4 separate regions of the Mus musculus genome follow, and all the other regions are linked to region 2. A link is a contact called in public Hi-C and promoter capture Hi-C data. All regions are on one chromosome and are shown on one strand. The core of a region is the stretch at or near the end of the contact, and the rest is flanking DNA. Distances in the headings are between cores, read along the strand shown. Region 1 holds the start of Rptor (regulatory associated protein of MTOR, complex 1). Region 2 holds the start of Wdr45b (WD repeat domain 45B). Region 3 holds the start of Endov (endonuclease V). Region 4 holds the start of Slc38a10 (solute carrier family 38, member 10).

Evidence for each region. A called contact is a pair of places that touch in the nucleus more often than the background predicts. Capture Hi-C pulls out chosen DNA fragments and counts their contacts.
Region 1: a contact with region 2 is called in a promoter capture Hi-C map of liver, with 4 times the contacts expected there. The contact joins the promoter of Rptor here to the promoter of Wdr45b in region 2. A contact is called at or near these places in 1 of 39 promoter capture datasets (pre-B cells) and 1 of 9 other capture datasets (liver).
Region 3: a Hi-C map of CD4 T cells shows a contact between it and region 2, with 2.5 times the contacts expected there. The contact joins the promoter of Endov here to the promoter of Wdr45b in region 2.
Region 4: a Hi-C map of B cells shows a contact between it and region 2, with 7 read pairs. The contact joins the promoter of Slc38a10 here to the promoter of Wdr45b in region 2. A contact is called at or near these places in 1 of 39 promoter capture datasets (pre-B cells) and 1 of 484 Hi-C or Micro-C datasets (B cells).

The regions. Positions count from the first base shown.
Region 1 is chr11:119,600,510-119,605,534 of GRCm38.p6, forward strand. Rptor (regulatory associated protein of MTOR, complex 1) reads left to right here and starts at 2,396. Exons shown (of 34, transcript NM_028898.3): 1 at 2,396-3,462. The coding sequence starts at 3,301.
Region 2 is chr11:121,351,669-121,356,991 of GRCm38.p6, forward strand. Wdr45b (WD repeat domain 45B) reads right to left here and starts at 2,779. Exons shown (of 10, transcript NM_025793.3): 1 at 2,559-2,779. The coding sequence starts at 2,625. Rab40b (Rab40B, member RAS oncogene family) reads right to left here. Exons shown (of 6, transcript NM_139147.3): 6 at 4,453-5,323.
Region 3 is chr11:119,489,559-119,494,619 of GRCm38.p6, forward strand. Endov (endonuclease V) reads left to right here and starts at 1,789. Exons shown (of 9, transcript NM_001164636.1): 1 at 1,789-1,901; 2 at 2,227-2,398. The coding sequence starts at 1,846. It overlaps A930037H05Rik (RIKEN cDNA A930037H05 gene), which reads right to left and starts at 1,677. Exons shown (of 4, transcript NR_153849.1): 1 at 1,485-1,677.
Region 4 is chr11:120,148,951-120,153,928 of GRCm38.p6, forward strand. Slc38a10 (solute carrier family 38, member 10) reads right to left here and starts at 2,401. Exons shown (of 17, transcript NM_024249.5): 1 at 2,030-2,401. The coding sequence starts at 2,128. Gm11769 (a long non-coding RNA gene) reads left to right here and starts at 1,457. Exons shown (of 3, transcript XR_389232.4): 1 at 1,457-1,764; 2 at 1,888-2,448; 3 at 2,829-3,771.

The DNA of each region.
Region 1 (5,025 bases), core at 1,146-3,645, 1.8 Mb before region 2:
AGGTGGAGTTACATATGTTTGTCTGATGAGCTAGGGGTCCAGTCACATTTTGTTCATTTTTATATAGGGTCACTCACAGGCTTGAAACTTGTAATTTGGATAGGCATGCCTGTTTGTGTATGTGTGTATAAATGTTTACATGTATGAATACAAGTGTCATAGCACATATGTGGAAGTCAGAGGACAACCTTGGCATTGGTCCTTGCCTTCCAGCTTGGTTCCAGGGTCTCTTGTTATTCCAGGGTCTCTTGTTATTCTTGTTCCAGGGTCTTTTTATACTAGGTTCACTGGCCTTCCAGTTTCTGGGAGCTCTCTGCAGCCTAAGGTTGGAGGGATCACCATGTGTGTATGGCACCAGTGGGCATCAGGACTACAAAGTAAAGTGTCAAGGGATACTTTGGGACAAGGTGGAAGCAGGAGGTGCTATGATTTCTTCTATAGATTCTAGAAATTCTAAAGCCCCTGCTGGTAGTGGTGGGGAGGGGCTGGTGGTAATGGGGACACTCGATTTTGGTGCACTGCTCTGAGACTAGGAGGATAATGGGCTCTGTGTGATACTGTAACCTCAGGAATTCTTGGGGGGTGATAACTAAACAGCAGGAAACACTTCCCACATGCTTGTGAGAGGGATCTGAGATTGCAGCCTGGACTCTCAGATGCTAGCAGGGTTGTGTTAGGGACTGTCACATTGTGTCCAACCCTGGATCTACTCTGAGGAACACATCTGCAGATTAACCCAGGCTTTAGTGGTAAGGCCTACAGTTAGTAGACTACATTGGAGTTGTGGGACCTGTTAGCATTCTGTCTAAATTCCACCCCACACTTACCTGGCAACAATCAGGTAGGCCTGACCCACTATAAAAGGGGCTGTTTATCCCTTTCATCCCTCTCTTACTCTTGCTTTTGATCTCTTGCTTCTCTCCTGCTCTTGCTCTCTCCTACCCCTCTCCCTTCCCTTCCCTCTCTCTCCATGTGCTCAAGGCCATGGCTCACCTCTACTTCTCTACTCTATCCTTCTCTCTCCCTTTCTCTGCCTCTACTACCCTCTTAACTCCCCTCCCCATGCCCTGAATAAACTCTACTCTATACATGTGGCTGGTCTCTCAGGGGGAAGGAATGCCTCAGCATGGGTCTACGGAGGAACCCCCTTTCCCCATTCCTCCCCCTCCCCCCATAGAACATATTTTTTCTGTCTTTATCTTTTTATAAACATACCAGGATCAGTCAGAGCTCACTCTCAGTGGTGGCTTGCAATGCCTTCACATCTTGTTTGTTTGTTTTTCAAGGCAGGATTTCTCTCTGTAGCTCTGGTTGTTCTGGAACTACTAGCTCTGTAGACCAGGCTGACCTCCAACTAACAGAGATCCTCCTGCCTCTGCCTCCAGAGTGCTGGGATTAAATACCAGGCCCAGCTTTCAACCCTTCTCTTAAAGTGGATTTTTTTTTTTTTTTAAAGAAAGGGTCTTATTTTGTAGCTTAGGCTGGCCTGGGCATCTTTACAAGCTAAATTTTTATCCTTTTAGTAATATTCTTTAATATTATCCAAACTTTATGGTTCAGGAACCTAAGACTGAGAAAATGCAGCTTGAAATTAGTAACATTGACTAACAGAGGCTCCCCTAACACCAAAGCTGAAGGTGGGCTCAGTTGTTGACTGAACTCTAGCTAAAGGTTAAGAGTGTTTCACTAACCGGGGCGGTGGTGGCCAGCCTGGTCTACAAAGTGAGTTCCAGGACAGTCAGGGCTATACAGAGAAACCCTGACTTGAAAAACCAAAAAAAAAAAAAAAAAAAAAAAAAACAAAAAAAAACCAAAAAACAAAAAAACAAAAAACCAAAAACCAAAAAAAACCAAAAAGTGTCTCACTCGCACCCTGGTTACGAAAGGCTGGCACCTCGTTACATTTACTTTATATTTCCATTGCACCAAAGCAGTTCTCAGAGTGTGTCAATATCTGAGATTTACTGAACTGAACCAGAGAAGTCAACAGCAGGGAGGCTTGCTTCTGTGGGCAGCTTTAGACGTTTGCACATGAAACTGTAGCAAAATAAGAATATACTGTTCAGGAAATAAAGTATATCAGACAAAAAATTCGTAATCGATGAAATCGGTCTCTTTTAAAAGTGGAAATATCAAAAGAAAGTCCCGATAGTCTTATGTGTCTAATATCAATGGTCTTTTCTGAGGCTTTTTAAAAATACCACCTTTTAAAATCATGACGAAACCAAGTGGTTTCTTTCTTTAATATCAAGGCACGAAGCTTTGTTTGTAGTAGCAAAAAGCTTTTAAAAATAACTGAACGGACATAGTTTCAATCGCAAATGGTCTATTTTACTAGTGGAGATCAACTAAGGAGAAAAGACGTGGTAACCTCGGTAACGGCGTGGGGGAAGGGAGGACGGAACACCGAGCTCTACGCCCTAGCAGGGGTAGAGCGGTGAGAACGCTCGAAGAGGTTTGGCTTATTGGACGCGCCGTAGATAGCGGTGCATGCTGGGCCTTGGCAATATGGCGTCCTCCTTGATGTGCTGATGAGAGGAGTTTTCACTGTGGCTCCAGAGCAGAGGGCAAAACTCCCCTGACCTAATAAGCCCAGTGTCCCTGTGCTGTCCGCGGGCCCGTGTCGCGTGTGTATCGGGACTCGTTCCTGGGTAGGAGAGAGCCACGAAGCAGAAGGCCAGCACGGGCCTGGCCGCGCGGCCCGGTGGCTGAGGAGCCCGGCTGCGGACGGGCACGATGGGCCGGTCCTGGCTCAGGTTGCAGCCCCTCAGGCGAGTGCGGGACCCGCAGGGCTGAGAGCCGCTGGGCGAGCCCCGAAGCCCCCCGATCCCGATCCCTTGAGGCCTCAGCCGGGCCAGCACAGTCGGAGAAGCCGCCCTGCGAGCGGGCCGGCCTGCCCGCCGGGAGCCACTGAGGCGTTGGAGGCCGAGAGCCGGGTCATCGCCGGGCCTGAAGTCTCTCCCGCCTCCGCCAGTCCCGCTTGCCGCCCTCCTGACGGCCTGCAGAGCTGCGGGGGCCGGCGACCGGGCGCGCGTGTCGCCGCTCGTCCGGGTCCTGCGGGCTTGGGTACCCACGGGCTCGCCACCCACCCCGCCCCCTCCAACTTCGCGCTCAGAGTTCGAGATAAAGATCTCCGAGGTTTAGCCTCAATAAGGATCTTCGAACGCTCTGCCGCCGTCTCTATTCCCAGCTTCCCGTTTTCCCGTATTTTATTTTACCAGTTCTGGTCCACACTAGTTTTTAAGGCTGGAGGTTCTCGAGCGCCTGCTGCCAAGGACTCCCCCTCCCCCTCCTCCCCTGATGGAGTCGGAGATGCTGCAGTCGCCTCTTATGGGACTCGGGGAGGAAGATGAGGCGGACCTTACAGATTGGAACTTGCCTTTGGCTTTTATGAAGAAAAGACATTGTGAGAAAATCGAAGGCTCCAAATCTTTAGCGCAGAGCTGGAGAATGAAGGATCGGGTGAGTGGCTTCTCATGGCACCTTTTTGAGTTCGTAGTTTTCCAACTAAGAAAGTTCTGAGCAAGGACAGCCTTTTTAGAAGGATGCGGGTATTTCGAAGACACATGTTGCACTAAAATCCAAAAAGCTATTCCAGACTCGGGTTTTGGCTAGTCTCTTCTCACCGAGTAGCGTTAAAAACGAGTTTTAATTCAGAGGGGGGAAAAACACCAAATTAGGAACTATAGTTTCACAGATACTTATATGCCCTTTACTACACTTAGTAGCACTTAGAGAAAAGACAACTTGGGAAATAATAGTTAACGTGCTTAGTCTATTTTTGTAGTCTGCTTTTTTTCAAATAACCAGGTTGCCTGAAGTTCAGATGTCTGATAAAGTGTGTTGGAAAACAAGATGACTTGAAATGTTTAGCCAATAACAAATTCAGGCAAAGTTATTTTAAGGTTGCAGCAGGTTTCATCCCAGTCCTTTGAACATCTTGTCTGTGAGGCTGACTCCCTGTGTATGTGACTTGTGGTCACTGTAACCTGGAGATAAAATTTCCTCAGTGGAAATTAGGGAGCATGGGGTATGATGGATTGGAACCTGGGTTCAGTTTTTTGGCCGTTCTTCTGATCGTGGAGTGTCATGAGATGTTGGTAGCAAAGAAAACAGCCAGCTGTAGTGCTGTTAGTTCCTGGTCTAACAAAAGGGGAGTACTGTGTCTTGTCTGTGCACACCCATATTGTGTGTATGTGTGTTTACTGTCTCTTGTCTGTGTATACCCATAGTGTGTGTATGTGTGTTTAGTTGTTTTCTCCTCCTGGGCTTCTTTCATTTGTGTGAACTTTTCAGTATAAAAGAGGAAATTGGTGTTATAATGTGTCATTTGTTTATACTTGGTATGTTTTTACTTGAGATGATTGTTTTAAAAAGGTGTATGTTGATGAACCCTCAACATAGTTCTAGCAATGACCAGTGTTTCAGTTGTTGATTTGGCTAAATTTTATCAAAAAATTGATAAATTTTTTTGTTTTTTGATTTTTTTTTTTTTTTTTTGAGACAGGATATCTCTGTGTAACATCTCTGCCTGTCCCGAAACTCTGTAGACCAGGCTGGCCTTGAACTCAAGAGATCTGCCTGCCTCATCCTGCTGAGTGCTAAGATTAAAGTTGTGAAAATTTTTTTTGAGACAAGGTTTTATGTAGTGCAGTCCAGCTTGGTGTATAGTCAAAAGCATTTTATGCTGGGCAAGGTAAATCACTCTTGTAATCCCAACACTCTGGATCTTGAAGCAGGAGGATCACAGGTCAAGGTCAGCCCTACTACAACGTGCAAACCCTGTCTTAAACAAGGATAAAAGCAATCTAAGTTAAACTGATGGCTGAGAGAGACTGCATAAAGTCTGTTTTATGGACATGTCTAGTACTAATGAAATAAAAATAAATTTGATTGCAGTGTTTATCTAAAAATAAATTTGTTTTAGAGCAACTCTACTCCCCCCCCCCCCCATTCGATTTGGTGGAGTTCTTATTTTAAACGTTTTTTTCTCTCCTGTTCTTTTGAATGTGGTTTCTTTTGCTA
Region 2 (5,323 bases), core at 1,529-4,028:
AAACAATCAAATCTAGAAATCAGTATATACAAAACCAAATTGTGACTGACTCAACTGTTTGATGCGAGTTCATACTATAAGGCTTAACTGCAGCCAGAAACTGCATTAAAGTCTGTCTCGTTGAAACAGGGCTTCATGTAGTCCACGATGACCTTGAACTCTGGATCCTCTTGCCTCCACTTCCCCAAGGCTGAGATTACAGGACTATATCACCACTCCAGTTAAGGGAAGTACTGGAGCCCAAACCTATATGACCTCATGAAAGCTCCATAAACTGGGCTACATTCCTGTGAATGTCTGAGTTAGAATGGCCCCAATCAGCTCATGGTTTTGAATACCTGTTGCCTAGTTGAAGAAACTATTTAGGAAAGATTAAGAGATACGGTCTTGATAGAAAAGGTGTGTCGCTTGGAGCATGCTTTGAGGCTCCAAAAAGTTCACACCATTCCCAGTCTCAGTCTCTGTTTCTTGCTTGTGGAACAGGTGTAAGCTCTCGGCCACTGCTGCAGTGACATGCCTGCTTCCCCGTTGACATCACGGTCATGGACCCTAACCCTCTGAAACTCTAAGTTCACAATGAACTCCTGTATAAGTTGACTTGGGTCATGGTGTCTCATCACACAGAAAAGTAACTTAGACAATTTGCTAGCTCAAGAGCTATTTTCTTTTTCTCTGTCTGTCTGTCTGTCTGTCTCTCTTTCTTTTTGGAAACAGGATTTCTCTATGTAGCTCTGGCTGTCTTGGAACTTATTCTGTAGACATGGCTAGCTTCAAACTCAAAAGAGATCTGCTTGCTTCTGCCTCCCCACATGCTAGGACTAAAGGTATGTGCCACCACACCTGGATAAAAGCTAATCTCTCTCTCTCTCCTCTCTCTCCCTCTGGTTTTACAAGACAGAGTTTCTCTGTGTAGCCCTAACTGTCCTGGAACTCATATGATGTCCATGAGCCTCTCAGCCCCCACGTGCTGATGCTACATGCGCTTGCTCCTTCACAGTTCCACAATGGGACCAACCCTAACACTGCAACCAGGCCTGGAATCCCGTACTGCTCAAGGCCACCACACTGGAGTCTAACTGCTCTCTTCCCAGAACTGTCTGTGCTTCCACAGGACAATAATACTTTTGCCTATCTCTGTCCGATCTAAAGGAAGGCTTTCCACACTTGTAATGGGCTATGCACATTCTCTCCCTCTTACCTTGGTTTACCTTGGAAATGTTATAGCTTATAGCTATCCTACAGGTTCTGATTATAGTGAACGCATCCCTCAAACTTCTTCAAATGCCTAGCACATGGACTCTAAGAGAATATATGCAAATGGGATGCACAATAGCACTACCTACTTAAAGCACTACCTAACTATAGTCTGTAATAGTAAGATCCCCACCTCAAAAATAAAAACAGCCAGGTGGTGAACATTTTTAAGGAGGTTTAGGGAGTTCCAGGACAGCCAGAGATACACAGTGCCAATTGTCTCAAAAATAAAAATAAACATAAAAATCAAAAAAACTCATCTTCTTAGCCAGGGGCAATAGAGTGAGCATGCAATCCCACTTGCTCCAGGGACTGTGAAGGGAAGATTCCTGGAGCACAGCTTAAGATAAGCTTGAACAGGAGAGCAAGATCCAGTCCCAACAATAACAAAAATCAAGTTAAGTTCACTTTCCAAGACAGTAAGTCATACATTTGCTACAGCACCTCGAAATTTTACATACGGAAAGCTAAGATGTTATAACTCTTAGAAGCCCAGAGTATCAGCCTTTACCCTTTTCCCTTGAGGAGATTTAGAAAAGGGAAGTTAGCTGACATAGTGGCACACTCCTTTAATCTCAGCACCCCGGGAGGCAGAGACAGGGTCAACAGAGTGAGTTCCAGGACAGTGAGGGTTACGCAGAAAAAGCGTCTCGGGGATATAATCCCCACTAAGAGGGGTTCCCGCCCATTATCTTGGAAGCAAGAATACCTTCTCCAAGACCCCAAACTCAAGAGGCAAGAGGCAGTCACGGGAACGCAAATCATGTAAGTCCTTTCATCCTACAGAACAGAAGAAAATACCAGAGGGGAGGGAGAGGCGTACAGCTAAGACATCAAGGCGAAGAACCTACACTCCACGAAGGTGCCAGCCGCAAGAACCACGACAAACTGCCGCCCCGCGACGGGCAGGTCCCGCTACGCCACCCGCTGGCAACGTAAGCGCTGGAGACCCTGACGCCCAGCAGTAAGCCTGCGGGTTCTTAGGTACCCGGTAAAAAAGTGGCACTGCCCGCCGACCCGGGCGGCGGCAGCGCGCGGAGGGGTGGGGTGGGGTGGGTGTTTCTCCCCGCTATGGGTGCCCGGGCTGGAAAGGACCGCGGGGGGGGGGGGTCCTCCCTACAGAGCGGTTCGGAGATTTCCTGAAAGAGCCGCCAGAGTCTGAGCTCTCAGGGCGCGACCGAGTCTCCGGTTAGGGTCCGGGGGACGCTCGCGACAGCTCCGGGGCCCTGCGGTCGCGGTAGCGTTGGGTCGGGGTCTCCCGGAAGGGCTGGGGTGTTACCACGGAGCTGGGCCCGGGGTCTCACCGTGGTCCTGGTTGAAGCCGGCGTACAGCAGCCCGTTGCCGTGAGGGTTACACGGCAGGAGGTTCATGGCGCCGTCGTAGGGACTGTGGCTCCTCAGCACCGCATACCGCTCGCAACCAGGCGATCTCTCCGGTCGCGCGGCGCTAGGGCCGCCGCGGCCGGAAGCCAGGGTCCTGGGGACTTGCGTCGTGCGTGTGTCGTCAGTGCTGCGTCATCAGTGCGCGCGGATCTGTGGGCGCGCGTGCGCGCAACCAGCAAGCGCCGAGGGACAGACGCGTCCACTGCAGGGAAGTAGGTGGCGGGAAGTAGGTGGCGAGGGCTCGCCGGGCGCGTCCATAAGGGGCGGGGCAGGACGCAGCCGAGGGGAAGCTGCGGAGAGAGCTGGGTGCCCCGCACTCACACAAGCAGGGCAGGACTGATGGGACCAAGGACAGGGCAGAGAAGAGACTGCGCCAACGCTCCTGCCCACAACACAGTCTCCTGAAACCCTCACCGCGTTCCCACGATACACATCGTGTTCGACCAGAAGCAGCCTTCGTGTAATGGTACCTGCATTTTCCCCGAGAGACAAACACAGACAGACTATCCCCTATTTCTTCCCGAGCTTTCCCAACCATCTGACACGTCCTCTCACAGACACAAATTTCCAAAGAGACATAATAGGACATAACCTCACAGAAAAGATCCCCAGACCTCGCGACTGTTGTTTGGGGTGCTCTGTTTACAGGGGTCTGGGATGGCTCTGGAAGCTGGTGCTTTCTCCTCTCTACTACAATTCATTCTCTGGTTCCCTCTCTCCTCACTGGCTTCTCCCCTTACCTGTTTACCATCCTTTCCCCCAAATGAAGACTTGTAGCGTCTTAGGATTCAAGAAGCTTAAGCAGAAGGACCCTAGTCCCACACAGCCCACCATTCATCCCATCAGCACTGAAGAGGGGAGGGGAAACCACTTCAGGGACTGTCCTTTCATCTCTCTAGTTATGAACCTAAGAAAGGGCAGCTGAGGCATGAATGTTCAAGCCCTAAACGGTCTCACCATCTGTGAGAACATTTGCACAACAATAAGGTGGCTGTGAAGGTCCTGGCAGGATGTCTTGATAGTTGGCCACTGTCAAGGAGGCCTTGTTCCTTCGGGTTTCACTGGCTTACACACTCACCTGCCTCTCTGGATATCTATTCACCTCATCTCCACAGGGCTGGATGACCCCAGCTTCAGGCCTTCAGTGGCTCAGATGGCTACACTCCTGCTTCTCTAAGGACATTGTTATTATGTATCTGGAGACTCAAAAAATGTTAAGACATTGTAAATCACTAATAAAAACTTAGGGTATCCAAGCTTTATCTTATTTCAGTTTTCCTGTTGTTTAATCTCTCATAGGGTCTAGCTTCCTAAGCAGCAGGACCAGAAGAGAGACCTATACTTGAGCCTTTATAACGCCAGAATGTTGTGGTGGCTTTGTTTTGGTTTTTGGTTTTTGTTTTTTTGTTGGCAAGGAGTGACAAGGGCTTCATCTCTAGGGAAATGTCTGGCCACAGCTCTAACAAACCTCTGACACTTACCAGGAGCCACATGAGAGCGTGTTTCTTTCAGTACTTCCACTTTATCTTGTTGAGACAAGGTCTCATTCTCTAACCCTGGAACTCACGATGTAGCTCCAAGTTGGTCAAAGTATCACAGTAATATTGCTTCAAGCTCCCAAGAACCGGGATACTAGGCATTCGTCATGACATACAGCACTACGTGTTTTCTCTGCATTTCTTCTCTGGGAAGAAATCCTTTCCAAAGATGACATAGGACAAAACTAAGCTTTGGGGTAAACATCATGAAACAGGCAAGGAGACAAGTGCAGAAGAGAGCTGTGCTGTACCTGGATCTAGAAAGAGATACCACGACTCTGTCAAGAGAGGAGCAAGTATCCACTTTATTGAGAAACATAGTCCTTAAATAACTGTTTTTACTTCTCCTTTACTGAAATACCTCTCTCCTTGCTAATCTGTTGAAACAATGCTGGCTTTGTTCAACATAATTGGAGATATCTTTGGCATTTTCTTCCCATAGTTTCAGAACTTGTAGGATACTTTGTACAAAATATGTAGGTTTACAGAAAAATATGAATATAGATTACTTATTAATCTCAAAATGTAGTAAACAACATAGCAAAAACTTTATCAAATCCATGTCCTACCCAAATGGGACAGACCTGTTGTACACAACCTGTGAAACTGCAGCATTTTTTATAAGTTGGGGCTTTGACATTAAAATGTTTACAAAAGGCCCCTCTTGTAGTATCAGTAATGCTAGATTATCTGATTATCATTGCTTCTGAAATTTCCTTGAACATGTATTCACTACACACATTTTATCAGCCATATAAAAGCAGTTACAGAAAAAGTTGCACAACAATCATGATAAAAAGTCACATCCATAATTTCATATTATCAAGAGTAGAGAAGAATACTAATTTTTTTCCCTTTGCACACACAAGTCTAGAACAAGAGCTTCATGCACATCCACACAAAAGTGTCAGTCACAGCGCACTGGGCATTCCTACCACGGCAGTGGCATTCCAAAGGAAGCAGCATCGTTACCGTTAATAAATGCAGAACATGTTCCTCGAGTCTGGAAAGGTCTCTGTCTTCAGACTCTCCCAGAGAGCCAGCTCACTTTTTAATTTTGAGGTGGAGTCTCAAAATTGCCCACGCTGGCCTTGAACTCACTCTGTAGCTTAGATGGGCCTTGAGCTTGTGATCCTCCTGCCTCAGCC
Region 3 (5,061 bases), core at 539-3,038, 1.9 Mb before region 2:
TGTGTCTTGTGTGTGTGGCAACAGTGGCCACACCACTGAAGAAAGTGACAATCTACCCCACAGTAAGCATTAAGTGCCAAAGTCCTTTAGGGAGCTGTGGGACAACTTTCAGGTCTCCCAAGCCTCACACAGGCCATTCCCACCTCCAGTTCAAAGTCCTCTTCCCATGTTTGTTTATGATTTTTCCCTCACAACAGCACAGTACAGTTCTACATACTCTCCCATTTTCTTGTTCTGGACTCAATGCCAGCATTTCCCAGAACTCAGAAGGAAGAGATCCCTAAGGAACTACTGGTCTAAGAAATAAAATATGAACCATCCGTTTCTAATACCAGAGAAGGTACCTTAGATACACTTAAGTTTACCAGATCATAAAAAAGCAAGAGGTCGCAAACCCCAGTCCTTCCTGCTGGTACCTGCTGGCCTTGGCTCTTTTGTCTTAAGGTAAAGACAAACAAAAGGCTACAATCTAGAGCTGGAGAGCTGGTTCAGCAATTGCCAAATATGTGCTGCTGTTTCAGAGGGCCCAAATTCAATGCCTAGCACCCATGTCAAGAGGACCACAGGCTCCTGTAACTTGAGCTCCAGGGGAATCTAACTCTTCTGGTCTCCGTGGGCACCTGCATTCGTTACCAGACTTACAAGAATGAAAATAAATCTCTAAGAAAAAAAAAAAACACTACAGTCTGCTGAGCTCATGTCATTGAGAGGGAGATACACATTAGGTAAGGCTCTGGGTACTAAACGGACAGGATGGGTATTTGGGGTAAGAGACCTATACTAGAAACAGAAAGACTGGTCCTCATTAAGTACTCACCCAGCAGGAAATGAATGAGGCAGACTAATGCAATCAAGAATATAAAAACTACAGTTCTGCACCAAATCGTTGAGCATAGCCAACTTTGCGTTTTGTTTTGGGTTGACACCCTGTAGTGCCTAATCTTGTTTGTGGACTTGGCTATATCTGGAATGAACTAAAACCTAAGAGTCCAGATACCTGCCCTCTATCTAGGACACACCTTCTGGTGGCAGCCTGTATAAAAAGACATGAAAGAAGGAAGCTTTTGTTTTTTGCCTGCTTATGGCAAGCTCTAAATCCCCTTTATGTATTTTCTATCGGTTCTCTTCCTCTAGAAGAACCCTAACTAACACACACACACACCCTGGTCTGGAGGATCCTTTGTTTTTGTTTTTTCGAAATGGGATTTCTCCGTGTAGTCCTGGTTGTCTTAGAACTCAATTACTGTAAACCAGGCTGGCCTCGTATTCAGGGATCCTCTTTACTCAAATGCTGGAATTAATGGAGTGCGCCCACGCCCAGGACCCTCGACTTCACTGGTTTTTGAGTTCTTATTCCGGACTAATTTCTCACAATCGGTACAACTGAAAAAATCTATGCTGCAAAGGTGTCTCAAGTTTGCACAGAGGTTTTCTGCTCCGCAAGCGCGTGCTCATACGCAATGTGTCGATGTGCGGACCCGAACCTGGCAGTAATTGGAACCGCGTTACCCCAGGGCTCAGGGCTCCGTGTGTGCGAGGGATGCAACTGCTGGCCAATCTTTTCAGAGCGGGGCCGAAGCTGCTGGAGGGCTGGAGGCGCCAGGTAAGGCGCAGAGCTGGGCTTGCATTTCCCAAACCTGTGCGCCAACCCACCTACGGGACGGGACGCCGGCATCTGAGAGAGTCGCGCGGGAAGAAGTCAGCGCTCGGCGCCCAGCACTGCTGTGACAGCGGCCCCTGGTGGCGGCAACCTCAGCTGAAGCGGAGGGACGCTAAACGAGCGAGGCTAACAGCTCGGCGCCGGCGCTCCGGAAGTGACGTCCTCAAAGCCTCGAGGCGCTAGCCATGGCTCACACGGCCGCTGAGCGGCCGCCAGAGGAAACCCTGTCGCTGTGGAAAGGGTAATGGGGTCGGGGTCGTGCATTAGCCAAGGGGGTGGCCTTCTCCAGTGACCTCCGACCTCACAGCCCCTGTGGCGGCTGGGAAACTGACCCTCGGTGCTGCGGCACAGGCCTGCTCCGGGCCGCCGGCTGCCGGAAGTTGCAGCCAGCCTTTGTGGGCGTGGTCCTCGTTTCCGGTACCGGGGATTCCCATCGCCGAGAGCTTTTCCTTCTCAGTGTGGCTTGATGGACAAAAAGGAGAGAGGGTGGGCTGGGAGGGGGGACGCCCCGAGCGTCGCGCTCTTCCCATGGGCCCTGAGCCCGTTTGATGTTCGTGTCCTATTAGGGAACAAGCCCGGCTGAAAGCGCGCGTGGTGGATCGGGACACGGAGGCCTGGCAGCGGGACCCCAGCTTCTCGGGCCTGCAGAAGGTCGGGGGCGTGGATGTGTCCTTCGTGAAAGGGGACAGTGTCCGGGCCTGCGCTTCCCTGGTAGTGCTGAGCTACCCCGAGCTCAAGGTAACCCGGGTGGGATGTTGCGCCCGGTGCAGTTCGATCGTAGGCAGAGAGCCAGGGTCCAGTTTTATAAAATTTACTTTTTTTTTTTAATACTTGCACCCCGTAGTGTATATATATATATTTGATGCTAGGAAGCCGACTCAGGCCCTCGAATGTGTTAGGCAAGGGACTGATACACTTCCACCCCGTTTGTAGAGTGTAATGAATAGATTGGAATGCCTTTGAAGAAAAGTTTTCAAAAGCAAAAAGCAGAGGAAATATGGGCACCAGGATGCTTGTGATGTACATAAACTCCCACGGGTCTACATATATGTACACAAATGGTGAATTAAAAGTAGTTTTTAAAGGATCGACAGACAATTCCAGGTCTGGTTGTTGTGTTTCTGATCAGATGGAAGGGACTCGGAAGCCCAGGGACCTTAAAATTCTGAGGGGAAAGGTGTCCCAATGGAAAGGCATCGTGAGACACAAGGACCCGGGAACCACACAGCTCTGAGAGGAAGCCTCAGCCCCGCTCTCTCCACTTCTCTTCTCTTCTCTTCTCTTCCTTGCTTCTTTTCTGACAGGAGAGTTACACCAAGCAGGAAATTTTATGAAAGAGATTTATTGGAGGGAAGACTCCAGGAGGAGGAGGAGGGACTAATCTAGGAATGGCTGCCCTCTGCTCTCGGGGGGGGGGGGGGGGGGGGGGGGGCAGACAGCAGGAAACTGGACAAAGGGGCAGTGCTTTTATAGGATTTCTGAGGGGACAGAGCTTCTCAGGGCAGAGATTTCCAGAATGAGGATTTGTGGGATCTCAAGTCCTGAGCTTGGGGTGGGCTCAGGGATCATTGGATTTTTCACCTCCTTTCCCTGTATTAGGGCCATGACTTAGAGTAGGAAGTCCTTCCTGGTGGCAGCCAGCTTTTGCTGAGGTGCCATCTCTGAGGCTGCTGGGGAGGCTGGAGAGAGGTGCTGCCTCTGTGAACAACTCCGGTAGTGGTGCTTCATCAAGGCTGTAGGCTGGGGCATTGAAAGAAGGTCTCACCACTGTGGACAGCTCCTCAGGACAGAAGTAGGCTGAGGCAGGAAAGGTGCTGCCACCATGGACAGCTCCTGTGATGGCCTTGGGCTGAGGAGATGTCATAGTGCCTCTATTTTGATAGGCGCTGCCATTTTGGACATTTTACTGCTGCCGCTGTAGCCTGGGTCGGGAAGGAAGGGCCTTCCGCAGCCTTGATGGCTTTTGTGGCGCACTTCTCAGGAACTGCAGTTGTCATCCTGGTTGCTCACCTCAGTGGCACACAGTACACACCACACTTTTCACAAGCAGAACATCTCTGCCTCCCCAAACCTCCTGCTTTCCATCTTGTCTCACAGTAGCGCCATGTTTAAAGTTATTTTTAATTTTTTGAGCTAAAGTAAAAAAAAATATATTTTTCAGCCAGATGTGGTTGCACACACCTTTAATTCCAGCAATCGGCAGGCAGAGGCAGGTCCACAAAGTGATTTCCAGGACAGACAGGGCGACACAGAGAAACCCTGTCTTGAAAAACAAAAAGTAATTTTTTTCACATGTGTTTATTATTATACTTCATTCATATTCTCCCCTGCACAGTATTCCCCAGTCTTCCTCCCAGTTCCATGTCTTCTACCTCTTCAGGACTTCCTCTCTGTCCTTTGCACGTGTGCCACAGTCACCCCTTCTGTAGGCTACTTACCTGTTTCTTCACAGCCTCCGCCCTCCCACCCCTGCCTCAAGTATTGTTCTTTGTTTCTCTCCATGGATAAGAGGGCAGTGTTTGTACAAAACAGGTGTGATCCAATCACAGGCCCTTTAAAACTTCCTGCTTGGCATGGCAGCACACACCCCTGTAATCGTGGCATTTGAGAGCTACAGCAGGAGGAGCAAAGCTCAATCCCAGCCTGGGCTACATGAGATGCTGTCTTAAAACAACAGCAAAAACCCTCGATGCCCTTGCTGTGATCTTTAACCCTCGAGGCCCTTGCCGTGATCTTTAACCCTCGAGGCCCTTGCCGTGATCTTTAACCCTCGAGGCCCTTGCCGTGATCTTTGGTCAGTAGAGTCCATGCTTGTTCCTGTGACTTAGAGGCCTCTTGGACTCTGTCGTCACCTCCTCCACTGCCTTCAGCACTTCCTACACGCTATTTGTCAGAACTTTAAATCCTTCAGTGGTTCTGCTGGCCTGTGTTGGCAGGCACACCTCTCCTAGAGTGGTCGTCACCTGTCTGGCTTCTACTTTCTGTAGCGCCCAGGTTAGACATTACTTGCTCTACTGAGCCTCCTTTATCCCACAAGACCAGCGCTGTCTCTCAGCGTCCTTTCCAGTCTCTGTGGTGGGGCAGAGCAAACGGCCTCCAGCTGGGTCACTTGTACGTGAGTGTTTCTCACAGCTGTGAAAACTGGAAGGTCCACGATCAGATACTAGGACGAGATTGTGAGGTTCTGAGACTTTCGGATACAGACAAGCCCTTCTCTGGGTTCTACTGGTTCTACTGTTGTGGGGTAGTCACCAGAGACGACTGCTCAGACCTGGGCTTAAGCCAGTAGGGAATATTAGCTGGGTGGCCGTTTGAGATCCCATTGTAGCACTGAGCCTTTCTCAGCGTGAGCTTTCAAGCACAAAGCCATTTTCTGGGTTGATATACTTCATTTAACAAGA
Region 4 (4,978 bases), core at 1,151-3,650, 1.2 Mb before region 2:
GCACTGAAATAAATAAACAAACAAAACAAAATATTAGCTCTACCACACCAGAACAGTGTGTTACCGAAATGGGGAGTTGAGAAGCGGGATATGGGGGCCGCCTGTGCTTTCTACTCAGTTAAAGCTAAAACTGCTCAAAATAAGTAAACAAACAAAGCTTAACAAACTCTCACCAGAATGGTCCTGCCAAACACTGCAGAGGACATGATGCACTTGTGCATCTAACACCTGTGCTGGCAGGCACACACACACACACACACACACACACACACACACACACACACCCAGGGCAGGATCTGTGTGTGCCCCCAGAGAAACACAGGTCTATCCAGAACATAGCATTATCAACCACAAGTTGACTCCCACACACCATGACCCCACCTCCTCCAAGTCAAACCAAGCCACATCCAACCTCTGGCACAGTCGAGCAACAGGTAGTCGTCTTCTGGTGGGTGGGAACAACTAACTGGTAAGTGTGCCAGCATTATGGAATTCCTCAAGTGTACAGTAAGGTACATATGTTCCTTTACCTCATGAAAATTCATCAAGTGTGCATTTAAAATATATGCAGTTTTCCACACACTAAATACAATAAAATGTTTCTCCTTTTTAATTGCCGGAATCACTAAACAAACTAGCTCTAAACCCAAAGGTTTGTTTTTTTTTTGGTTTTTTTTTTTAGCTCCCCCTAAACACTAAGACATTCCCCACTCTGCTGGACTCATGGCTTTGCCCCAAGGCTCCGGAGGAGATAACAATCTAGTGATAGGAACTGACAGGTTTTAGGCACAGTTTGACTGTTTCTGGTCTCTCTTGCACTGGGTTCCAAGCTCTCCCCAAGCAGATCTTCACTGGGCTCATCATCTCCGTTTGCTCTGGTAGAGGCCTAGCACCTGTGCACAGCCAGGCTCCACAAGAGACTGCTCAACCACCTGAGCCCAAACAGCTAATTTCCCAGTCAGCTATGACAGACCCCAGTAAAGGGTCAGTCACACTTCACAGACAGGCAGCAAGGATGACAGAGTTCACTTGGAGATTCGAAACCAGCCAACACTCAAGTCCCAGGATGCAATTCTGCTGACAGACAGTTTCCATGGACACTGGGACACGTAGGCACTCCAAAGACACCCAAAACCATCCCCCAACAACTCAACACTGGGGTTCACAACACAGATGTCACCCCAGAGGATCTAGCTCTGTCCTCCTGTCTACATCTATTAACCATATCAAATACCCTACCCGGGAACCCTAGATACAGTCTCAATCAGGATAGGTTGTTGAGGATCAAAAACTCATTGATTAAAAAAACTTGTTTTCTATTTTTAGCCTGGGATGTGAACGACAAAACACACGAAGTAGTTGTTAGTCTACTATTAAATTATCAACAACCCATTTTCACTTCCAAATGTCTATCCCGGATTAATCTTCCACCTCATCTCCTGGGAGTCATCAGATAGGAGGAGTGGTCTCTGCCTTGATAACCCACTGTTTCAATAGAACAGGACAGCAGCCCGCGTGGCATGGATGAGCGACGGGGAACCCCGCCACTCCCTTTGTTAAGAGAGTCATTACCCAATTTGACGTTTCCATCTGCTTCCGCAACTCACTGGCAGACACAACAAAGCCACGTAGAAATGACCATCTTTTCATGTGGCATTCAACACAGAAATAACACCAAACTTTTTTGTATGCCGGCTTTTCCAACTGCGGTGACACATGATACAGATCAGACCAAACGAATGCTTTAAATCGCCTTGAGTAAAGGTGAGTAGCCGAAGCCGAGGACCGGCATGCTTCCGTGCCATGCAGTCGGTCAGAGTCAAAAACAGGACCAACAAAACCACTATCAATCCGCTAACGTATCCTTCTCTGTGCCTTTCCGTACAGTGTGAGCAACCGCTGAGCGCGCAGATCCGGACCGCGACTCGCTTCGGGGACGTTGCTTGGGTCTCTTCCCGACCCGCGGTGCTCACACCCCCTTCCCACCAAACGAGCACTTCAACCTGATGCCCCCGCGCCCTCGACTCACCTGCTTGAAGCAGAAAGGCATGGTGAGCACGCTGACGCCCACGATGCTGTTCACCACGTTCGTGATCAGCCCCCACTTGGAGGTGGAGGCGGCCGTCATTTTGAGGGTCTAGGGACCAGGACAGAGCGACCCTAGATAACCCTAAACCTGAAGCAGGGGGGGCCGCGGACAGGCGTCGCGAGGTCAGCCTCCAGACCCTGCCAGGCTCCGCAGCAGCCTCATAGCCATGGTTCCAGGTTCCCGCCTCCGCCTCCCCAGAGTGAAGCGGGAACCCGGAAGCGCCGCAGGCAACGCTAGCAACACCTCAGCTCCGCTTCGCTGCCTCCGGCACCCAAACTTCCGCCTTCGGAGCCTACTCTACCAGGAAGTGACGGTATCAAAGGGCGGGATGAGGCGGGACGCCAGCCAACTAGAAGTAGGTGTGTATGCCCGAGGAGGCGTGGTTTGGGTGGGCCCAGAGGCGGAGCTAGGCGTAACTCTGGCCAATAAGAAGTATGTGGGGGGAGGGACGGCGGGACGTGGGGCGGGGTCTGAATCAGGGCGGGGCTACAATCTGGGTTAGGGGTTCCAGGCTTAGACTAGTGACTGTGGCCGCTGGTAGAAGAGTCATTTGCTGGGTACAACCTCTAGTGGAACAACAGGAGAGAAAGAGAAGGACTACCTTTCAGGTGAGGAGTGGGCTCTTGAGGGTTAATTTTCAGGTCCTTGCGCACAGGAAGGATTTTGGGTCACAATTGGAGGACCTGTCTAGACTGAATGCCAACTTATTGGGACAAAATTAGCACTTAACGTTTTACAGATAAAAATCATCGGGACACCGGGAGGTTCAGAGACTCAGCAAAGTCACAACAGCCTGGAGGAGGGAGCATGGAGATGTGTCTGTTTGATACGCTAAGTGGGTGAAAATGGTCTACTGCCCTAATATGAAAGAAAACCAGAGGAAAGGTAAAAAGGAGAGACTAGGGAAATCTAGGATTTCAAGAGATGGTGGCTTCTGTACTGGAAGGACTAATGAGAATTCTTCCTGGAGTAATGGACATTAAAGAGACTAGAGAAAAGAGAACGCTCCAACACCTAAGTGGATTACTGGCACCTGGCAGTGTTCTTTATGGTGGTGTCTGTGGTGAATGAAGGCCTAGGGACCTGAGGTCCAAGAAAGACCCCACAATGATTCCAGGAGGCCAGAGCTGTGCATGCAAGGAGGAACTTCAAGCTGCCTAAAGAGGCTCTCCTAGAAAACAATTTGAGGCCCATGCAAGATCTCAGACAAGGGACAAATTCTTCCAGCATCAGGCAGAGCAGCTTCTAGAGATGAGAGAGAGAGAGAGAGAGAGAGAGAGAGAGAGAGAGAGAGAGAGAGAGAGAGAAAGGAAAAGCTAGAAAGAGCAATTGGTGGCATGAGCCATTAATCCCAGCGTTCAGGAGGCAGAGACAAGCAGCTCTCTTGAGTTTGAGGACAGCCTGGTCTACATAAGTGAGTTCCAGGACAGCCATGGCTACGTGGAGAAACCCTGTCTCGAACAAAAAAAAAAAAAAAGGAGTAATTGAATACAAAGCCAGAATAGGGTTGGAGAGATGGCTCAGTGGTTAAGAGCACTGACTGCTCTTCCAGAAGTCCTGAGTTCAGTTCCCAGCAACCACATCATAATGGGATCCAATGCCCTCTTCTGGTGTGTCTGAAGACAGCAACTGTGTACTCATATACATTAAATAAATAAATCTTTAAAAAGAAAAAACCAAAATACTAAGTGTCTGTATTCATCGTTTGTAAGTGAAGTCATTGTCCACAATCTATCTGACCCGTTTCTGTGTTTCCATATTCATGTATCTGATGTTCATCCCTAAGAAGGGGCTGCTCAGGGCTGGAGAGATACACTGACTGCTCTTCCAGAGATCCTGAGTTCAATTCCCAGCAACCACATGGTGGCTCACAACCATCTGTAATGAGATCGGATGCCCTCTTCTGGTGTGTCTGAAGACAGCTACAGTGTACTTAGAGAGAAAGAAGAAGAAGAAGAAGAAGCAGGTAACTTTTCAGTTCATCATGGGATTGGGAACATAGACATAAACATGGTGATAGAAAGCCATCTTACACTTTGGGAACAGGGCAGGACCTGAGCAGAAGTGGAGCAACAGGTGGGAAGGAGCCTGGAGGTCTAGACACCATCACAATCACAAAGCAGGCCACTCTGACACTCCCTCTCCACTCTCTCCTAGTGGCACCATACAGTAGAGACAATCTGATTTAACTACCTGTTGTATTCTGTTTCGTGAGCTAAGCTCTAGGCTTACTAATTCGTTGTGCATGAATAGGGAGAGCGTTTTTGCATCTTTAACTGTCCCAGCTTTCTCACGCAACCTTATTTACAAAAATTCACCATCATCTTGAATATGTGCTATGAATCATTCATTCTTACTACTGACATCCCATAATGCACGCATACCCTTTCTTCTGCTCAGGGCACCTGAGTTGTTTCCAGTTATTTTCCACTGAAACGAATGATTCAGGGCTATGATGTGGCTCAATTGGTAGAGTACCTGCCTAGTATGCAAAAAGTCCTGGGTTCCAGCTGTGTAAACTGGGTGTGGTAGTATATACCTATGGTTCCCAAACTGAGGCAGAAGGATCAGAAGTTCTAGGTCATTCTCAGGTATATAGTGAGTTCGAAGCCAGCCTGGGCCAAAGGAGACGCTGGCTTTAAAAAAAAAAAAAAAAGTTACAACAAACACTAATCGTTTTTGGGTTTGTTTTTTTTTTTTTTTTTTTTTTTTTTTTTTTTTTTTTTATAGATTTATTTATTTATTATATGTAAGTACACTGTAGCTGTCTTCAGACACTCCAGAAGAGGGCGTCAGATCTCGTTACGGATGGTTGTGAGCCACCATGTGGTTGCTGGGATTTGAACTTCGGACCTTCGGAAGAGCAGTCGGGTGCTCTTACCCACTGAG